Regions from separate parts of the Mus musculus genome. Here region 1 is linked to region 2. Evidence: chromatin contacts called from public Hi-C data. All regions are on one chromosome and are shown on one strand. The core of a region is the stretch at or near the end of the contact, and the rest is flanking DNA. Distances in the headings are between cores, read along the strand shown.

What was found. A called contact is a pair of places that touch in the nucleus more often than the background predicts.
Region 1: a Hi-C map of cortical neurons shows a contact between it and region 2, with 1.9 times the contacts expected there. The contact joins two enhancer-like sites. A contact is called at or near these places in 8 of 484 Hi-C or Micro-C datasets (cerebral cortex, cortical neurons and embryonic stem cells) and 1 of 115 datasets of contacts at active chromatin or transcription factors (astrocytes).

What each region holds. Positions count from the first base shown.
Region 1 is chr3:97,536,536-97,540,370 of GRCm38.p6, reverse strand. No RefSeq gene overlaps it. Among named protein-coding and RNA genes, the nearest start is that of Gm40102, 7.8 kb to the left of the region's middle. Within about 2 kb of position 1,665, at least 4 of the 459 cell types and tissues checked have an H3K27ac peak or open chromatin away from gene starts, as enhancers often do. A contact at or near this core is called in cortical neurons, where this site is marked.
Region 2 is chr3:97,346,771-97,350,983 of GRCm38.p6, reverse strand. No RefSeq gene overlaps it. Among named protein-coding and RNA genes, the nearest start is that of Gm40101, 18 kb to the right of the region's middle. Within about 2 kb of position 1,418, at least 3 of the 459 cell types and tissues checked have an H3K27ac peak or open chromatin away from gene starts, as enhancers often do. A contact at or near this core is called in cortical neurons, where this site is marked.

The DNA.
Region 1 (3,835 bases), core at 416-2,915, 190 kb before region 2:
GCTAATGAGGCAACTCCAGGTGGAGGCCTTAGATAGCTTCAAAATGGTGACAGTCAGAGAACCAATCACATGATTAGAAGGCTGGAACTTTCAGTGACTTGACCTTGGGAGAGAGGAAGGATGCTAGAGATTAACTTCAATCCTAAGGTTAGTGATTTAATCAATTCTGCCTATAATGAATGATGGAGGAAAAAAAAAATCAGGTCACTGAAGCTTGCAGGAGCTTCCTGGTTGGAGAATGCATTGTGAGGGCTAACATGCCTGGTGCCACAAGAGAAGCCCCTCCTCCTCCTCCCAGACCAGGCCCTGTCCTTGTTATGTCCTTGAACTATCTTTTGCCTCTTGTCATAATGTAAGTGTAAGTGTAGTGCTTTATTTTCATTTTTCTTAATACATATGGGTATATATAAGTGTGTGTGTATGTATGTGTGCATATATGTGTGTGTATATATGTATGTATATATGTATATGTATATGTGTGTGTATGTATATACATTTGTGTGTGTGTATGTGTGTGAACATGTGTGTGCATGTGTGAGTGTAGAGGTAGTGGTCAGAGAGTCAGTAATCTCTTTTCATCATGGAAACTCCAGGGATGGAACTCAAGTTATCAGGCGTGATATCAAGTACTATTACCAGCTGAGCCATCTTGCTGACCCATGTTTTTGGTGAATTCTGTGAGTCATTCTACTGAGCTATCAAGCCTGAAGTGGAGTTCTAGAAACCTCCATGTTATAGACAAGTCAGATAGAGAAGTGTGAGTATCTACTTCTAGCTGGCATCTGACATTAATTTTCATATGCCTCACAACTGAAAATAAAACTCTGAGGTGGCATCTGAAGATCAGTTGTTCCAGAGTAATAGTACTGAAATTAAAATCGCCAAACAAGATAAAGAGAAAAATGTAGACTTTGTGGAAGAATATGAGTGTGTACCAAAAGCAACAGCAGCTAAATATGTGAAGGAAAAATGCAATGCAGGGGAATGGGCTAAAAATAATTGTAGAGAACAACAACAAAAGAAAGGAAAAAAGAAATCTTTCAGAGTTTGTGGAATTTACCAGACAAAAATGAATCTGGAGAAATTTAGCAATGCGATCAGAGAACTCAATTTAGTAGATACTTCTTAGAAACTACAGTGCTTCAAAAGAGAATATAGAATATACTCTGTGATGTTTGTAAACTTTGATTGTGTAATTGACCCTAGAGAAAGCCATAAACTTAAAAAAAAGAAGAAGAGAATAGGGAGAGAAAGAAAGGGGAAAAAAGAGGAGGAGAAGGGGGAATGAGAGGCTGGTCATGGTGGGACATGAGTAATCGCAACACTTGAGAGATGGAAACAGACAGATCACAAGTTCTCAGCTAGCATTGGCTATGGGCCACTCAAGACCACCCTGGGCTACCCTGTTTCAAAAAGAGAGATGCAAAAATCATCATCTTCTCTGATTACAGTCCTCAGAAATTAGAGATAAAAACCATGACAGGATAAATTAAAAATAGTCATTCTAGGCCCACTAGATGGCTCAGTAGACCAGTTCCCAACATCCACACTGAATGGCTTACAACTGCCTAGCACTCCAGTTCCAGATCAGACACTCCCTCCTGGCCTCTGCAGGCACTGAACACATGAGGGACACACAGAAACAGACCAATACATATGCATACAAAGTAAAATACGAATAAATCTTAAAACAAACAAAAACCCAACCACCCCTTAGTCTCTTGGGGCACTCCCTGAATCCCCATGGATACCAAAAATCCACTTATGCTTAAGTCCCTTATATGAGCTGGTGTCATAGTTGGATATAAGCCACATATATCCTCTTACATATTTTAAATCTTTCTAAACTTCATATAAAGCTTTGTCTAATACAAATGTTATGTAAATAGCTGTTATGGTGTATTGCTTAGGGAATAAGGATCAGAAAAAGTCTGTACTTGATCATAGCAGACAGTTTTTCTGGTCTGAGGTTGGTTGAATATGTAGCCATTGAACCTGTAGACACACATGGCCAAGTGTTATAAGAAACACATTTAAGATGATCTTTGAATAAACACACACACACACACACACACACACACACACACACACCTCTATCAAACCTGAACCATTCTCCACTACAATCTGTAATGTCAAGTACAATGAATACTCCAAGCAGAACTTAACATTAAATATCTTTATCACTCAAAAAGTTAAAAATAAAATAATTTAGTATTCGCCACAAGGAGTTAAAGTGAACATCAAAGTAACTAGAAAGAAGAGAATGGACTGAGGCAAAGTTGAAACATGAAATAGCATGAAGGTAGAAAGGATAAATAAAAGAGAAGGGGAACAAGCATAGGGAAGCAGAGACAGCCACAGACTCAGAGGACAAGCAGAATGGTGTTGCTTTTGGGGACCCACCAGAGGAGATTAACATGGATTCCAGCCAACAGAATGTCCTCATTAGCCATCTGGCCACTATACTGGGTTCCTTTTCACAGCTACTTACTTGCTACTTAATTGTTTACACTGGAGAACCCACTCCTTTAAGTCCTTGTGCCTGTTATCCCTCAAGTGTTCATCTAGAATGTCAAAGTGTGGAGAGCCGTGAGCAATTGCCATCACGAGCCTCCGCTGTGCCTAACTGGTAAACAAGTAATGTGCGCAGGTGCAAGAGAAAATTTGTGCCAAGTCACTGCCCATCCCGGGGCATAGTAGTGGGGTGATGATGAGTGAGCAGCTAATCAGGAGCTGACACGTCACATGGAGGGGTATATAAGCAGCATCATTTTCCTTGTTCGGGGTTCTTCTTTCGCCTATGCAATCAATGCTTTCCCAATAAACGTGTGCAGAAGGATCCTGTTGCAGCGTCGTTCTTCCTGGCCAGTTGAGGGCGTGCAAGAAAGGGAAGCAGAGACAGCCACAGACTCAGAAAACAAGCAGAATGGTGTTGCTTTTGGGGACCCACCAGAGGAGATTACCATGGATTCCAGCCAACAGAATGTCCTCATTAGCCATCTGGCCACTATACTGGGTTCCTTTTTACAGGTACTTAGTTGCTACTTAATTGTTTACACTGGAGAACCCACTCCTTTAAGTCCTTGTGCCTGTTATCCCTCAAGTGTTCATCTAGAATGTCAAAGAAGGGTGTGGCTCACTTAAATCTAGATTCTGGGCTTCCAAGTGTGCAGTAAGCTGTCTCCATTGTCATTCCACTGTTGGTGGCGACAGGCACCACCAGCTCTGCGGTAGCTGGAACTTCCCCCCTAATTATGGTAGGGACAGGCATCACAGGCTCCACTATAGCTGGAACTTTACCCCTAGTGAACAAGGGATAAAACTAAGTAAATCAGTGCCCAAGTAGACATAGACCTGGGCCATCTAGAAAAGTCTTCTCCCTATCTGTAAGTCCAGTTATACTCCTTAGCCCAGGTTATTCTTCAGGATCGAGGAGGTTGGACCCACTCTTTATGAGACAAGGATGTCTCTGTAAGACCCTGTGAGAAACCTGTTGCTTCTATGGCACTCAGGATATGTTTTTGTGCTTGCAAGCTCACCCCTGAGAAAGGCTCGGGTCTTCACTATGGTCCTAAAAGCACAGTGTTCTCACAGGCTGGCTTATAAAGACTTTCTGTTGGCTCGAACTCATGTCCAAGTAGTATTCTCTGGTGGATACCTCACAACAACGTCACTGCATCAAGCTTATAGCAAAAGGGAAGTGGATGATTTTCGTGAAAATGTTAATGATTAAAATATTGATTTGAAAGGAAACAAGTAGAAACCTAGAACACATAAGAAAGTATCTATGGTGCTCTGAATATAAATGCCCCCCCCAAGGCCCATAGAGAGTGGC
Region 2 (4,213 bases), core at 169-2,668:
AGGAAATCCAATCCTGTGTATAAGATTCCCATACTTTAAAGACATTCTTTAAAACATTCCTACTGCTATAATATTAAAATAAAAAACTAAAACTAAATAAAAGCCAGGGGCTAGAGGGATGACTCGGTACCTTAGAGCACTTGCTGCTCTTACAGAGAACCAAGGTTCTCTCCTAGTAGCCCGCATAGTGGCTCACAACCTAAAATTCTTTTTCTCAAATTTAGGCATGGTGGCCCACACCTTTAATCCCAGAACTCAGTAGGCAGAAGCAGGCATATCTCTTTGAGTTCAAATCCAGTCTGCTCTACAGAGTGAGTTCCAGGACAACCAGGGCTTGTCTTGAAGGCTTAAAACAACAACAACGTCCCTTGCTCACAGAGGCTGCGGTTCATTCTGACATAACCTCCCTTTCCCCACCCTGATCCCCTCTACGACTTATTTAATCTTCACAATCTAATGGAGATGAACATGCAAACACGGAACTTCAGAATATAAGCAATTGTTTTAGGGGGCTTTATGTACCAATAATCCACTTCTTCTTCATTCTGATTGATGCTCTGGCGTATGCGTGCACTGCAAGGTGTCCATTCACTTTCTTGATAGAAAGTTGGGCTGTTTCCAGCTTAGAGTTATTAAAAATAAACCGCTGTAAATATTTTTGCACAAATCTTCTGTGGACATATTTTTCATTTTTTCTTGCAGCACTCATTCAGAAAAGAAAAATATTTACACTCTCTTGAGTTATAAGACAACCTCCAAATTCTCCTATCCTTAACTCTTGAGGGAGAATGGTTACCTTAGACAACACTGGATACTAACTGAGTCCTCAGGAGATGGCCTGTGGAAATGGCGAAAGAGGAGAATTTATACAATTAGTTGCTTCTCCTAGAAATAACAATCTTGCAATTTTCTTTGTTGTGTGACAGTATAAATACACATTTCAAAGACTGCTTTGAAAAGCAATCATATCCAATGTGCATACATACAGAAATGCATAAATTATTATATATTCATGCCGTACTGTATTCCACACACAGCTCAGTCACTCATAGAACAATCTATGATGACAGTTTTTAAAATTACTGCAAAATGCTCCAAACACTCCAGGTACCAGCTGGGCTCGTAGCTTCGTTCCCAGCTAATGTGCTAGCAATCTATCTCCATAATCCTTTCCAGACCCTGTTTCCTAGGATCATTTGTGACATTTTTTATTTTGAGTCAAGTTCCCCAGGAAACAGACTCTGAGACGGAGATTAGTGTTTGCAGAGACTGAATGAACATTTCCGTAATAGAAACTTCTACTGACCCTGTGCAGTGTGCGATATTTCTAGAGTCAGCCTTTGTACCTCTCACCTAAAGGAGGCATTAGATAGGAGTCACCTCAAGGAAGGAGGCCTCCCAGAGCACAGCAGCTCAGGGCAATTATTAGAGAGGGCTGAGGGGGTGTGGCCAAAGCAGCACAGCATCCACTGCATAAGAGCTGAAGCCTAGCTAAGTAGCCACGAATCATCATCTAAGAGTTTGATGCCTGAAAGAAAGGCCTAGGCAAGAGGGAGATTTAGAGTCTGACATTTAGGTGAAACAGAATTGGGTGATTCCAAACCTAGACATTTCAAAGTAAATTGTTTAAGGTGAGCTGGATTAGTGGTGCAACCCTGTAGTCACAGCTACTTGGGGGGGGGGGGTTGGGGGGGGCTGAGACAGGAGAATCAAATGTTCTAAGTTGACCTGGGACCCAAAGTGACTCCATGGCCAACCTGACAACTTAGTGAAACCCTATTCCAAAATGAAAAGTAGGGAAAAGAGAGAGACAGAGAGGGGGAGAGGGAGGGAGGGGGAGAGGGAGGGAGAAAGAGAGGAAAGAGAGAGAGAGAGAGAGAGAGAGAAGCTCAGTGGAAGAATGCTCACCTGGTATGCATGAGGTTCTCTAGGTTCACTGTCCAATAATGAGAAAAACAAGGAAGAAGAGGAGGGGGAGGGGAGGAGAGATGGAAACAGAGAAGAATTCAAAGTAAGTGAGAAGTAGCAGTGAGTGAGGTGGGAAGAACACTAGGAATGTGGGGCCAGGAACGCAAATGCCAAGAGCATCTTCAGAAAAATGAAATCACCAATGGTATGCAACACTCCAAGTTGGTCCAGGGAGATGAGGACCATCATATCGAGCTATGTGAATGCCACTAGCAATCTTTTTTTTTTTAGATTTATTGATTTATTTTATGTATATGAGTACATAAACTGCATGCCAGAAAAGGGTGTCAGATCACATAATTGATGGTAATAAGTTACTGTGTGGTCTCTGGGAATTGAACTCAGGACCTCTGGAAGAACAGTCAGTGCTTTTAACAGCTGACCATCTCTCCAGCCCAGTCACTGGCAATCTTGACAAAAGGTAAAGTAGCGTGGCATAAAGATGTGACTGGAATAGGATTTCAGGCAGAGGACGGAGAGGGATGAGAAGCAGTGAAAATAAACTGGTTGAGGGCTTTGCAGCAAGGGGGCAGGAAAGAATGCACTGGAAGGGAGTCAGAACTGAGCAATTTTGCAAACTGATGAAATAGGATGCTTATGTGTGACAAAAAAATGATTAGTCACAAGAAACAAAGTGATAGTGTCAAGAAGGGGTTGACACTGGGGTGGTGACATCTTGTGTAGATGGTGTGAAATCACGCACATGGCAGATCCAACAACCAGAGTAAAGAGAGGCAAGGCTGAGTGAGTGAGAGACGCTGGGAGCACTGGAGACATTCTTTTGATTGTTTTAGTTTTCTGTGACAGGAATCACAGGAACGAAAATGGAGGGGAGGTTTTTGATGAAGGATGGGAGGGTTTTAAGCAATCCTGGAGAGTGAGGAAGTAAGTGGGAAGGGGATGAAGTATGATATCTGAGCGGCATTCAAGTGGCATGTGTGTGCGTATGCAGGAGTGTGTGTGTTTGTCTGTGTGTCTGTGTGTCTCTGTGTGTGTATCTGTGTGTCTCTCTGTGTCTGTATGTGTCTCTCTGTGTGTCTATATGTGTCTTTCTCTGTCTGTCTGTGTACATTCATTTTCCTGTGCATGTGCATGTGTGTGTGTGGTTATGTATGCTCATGTATGAGCATGCAAATTAGTCTAAGGTGGGCATGATGGGAGTGAGCAGTCTTCACTGCTTATACATTTATAAAATGGGGAAGAATGAACGCCTCACTCATTGAGCTGTTGGGAGGTTGTGATAATTAAACAATAATGCTTGTGATATGCTTGGCACATGGTATCACTTTGTGACCTTTCATTGGTTTTTACCTCATAGAGTACACTACTATATATTATATATTTATTATATATTATATTTTTTGTTGTTTTTCTGTTTGTTGAGACAGGGTCTCAATGTGTAGCTCTGGCTTGTCCTGGAACTCACTCTGTAGACCAGGCTGTCTTTTAACTCCCAGATCTGCCAGCCACTGTCTCCTGAGTGCTAGGATTAAAGGCATGGGTTGGCAATATCCAATTTATTCATTATATATATTTGTCTACATCTATATGGGCTCCTAGGACCTCAAATTTTTAAACATCATCTGGTCCACGCCCTTAGCTAGTAATCTGAATTCCATCCCACCTGGTCTGGCTCTGCTTAGCATCAGGGTGAATGTGCATCCATTTCATCCTTGGACATCTTGGTCTGGTTTCTGTAAATCCTACTCATTTGGTTGCACACTGAAGAAATCATTCCTTTCTTTGTCTCGCTTTTGTAATAGTCATTTTTATAGTTGGCTGCAGATCAGATGTGACCCTGTGCTACCATGCTGCACCCTTCCAACGTACTCTCTAACCCTTTCTTCCTTATTACATTCCTTATAGGGTCGCAGAACAACAACAAAAGGCTTTCCTACCTCTCCTCATCTACCTCCATATTCATCTCCATCAGAGATAGCTAGCTGCTCTCTAGTCTACAGCTATTGTCCTTATCATGCTCTCTGGAACTTGGTAAGACTTGGTGATTGTTCCATGAAAGATGATTGTCGGGAGGTGTAGGTAAAACTAAACCATGTTCTTATACTCGTATATGTTAAGATACTAAAGCTTCCTGTGAAGGAGCGCCAACGCATCCCTGAACCCACTGATTGATAAATGTATTTCATCCCTCTTACCCATTTTTGGGGACTAGCAGTTTATGGAGACATTTCTGGGAAACTCTGGTCCAAAAGAGTGTTTCTTACATTTAGCACATGACAAGTAA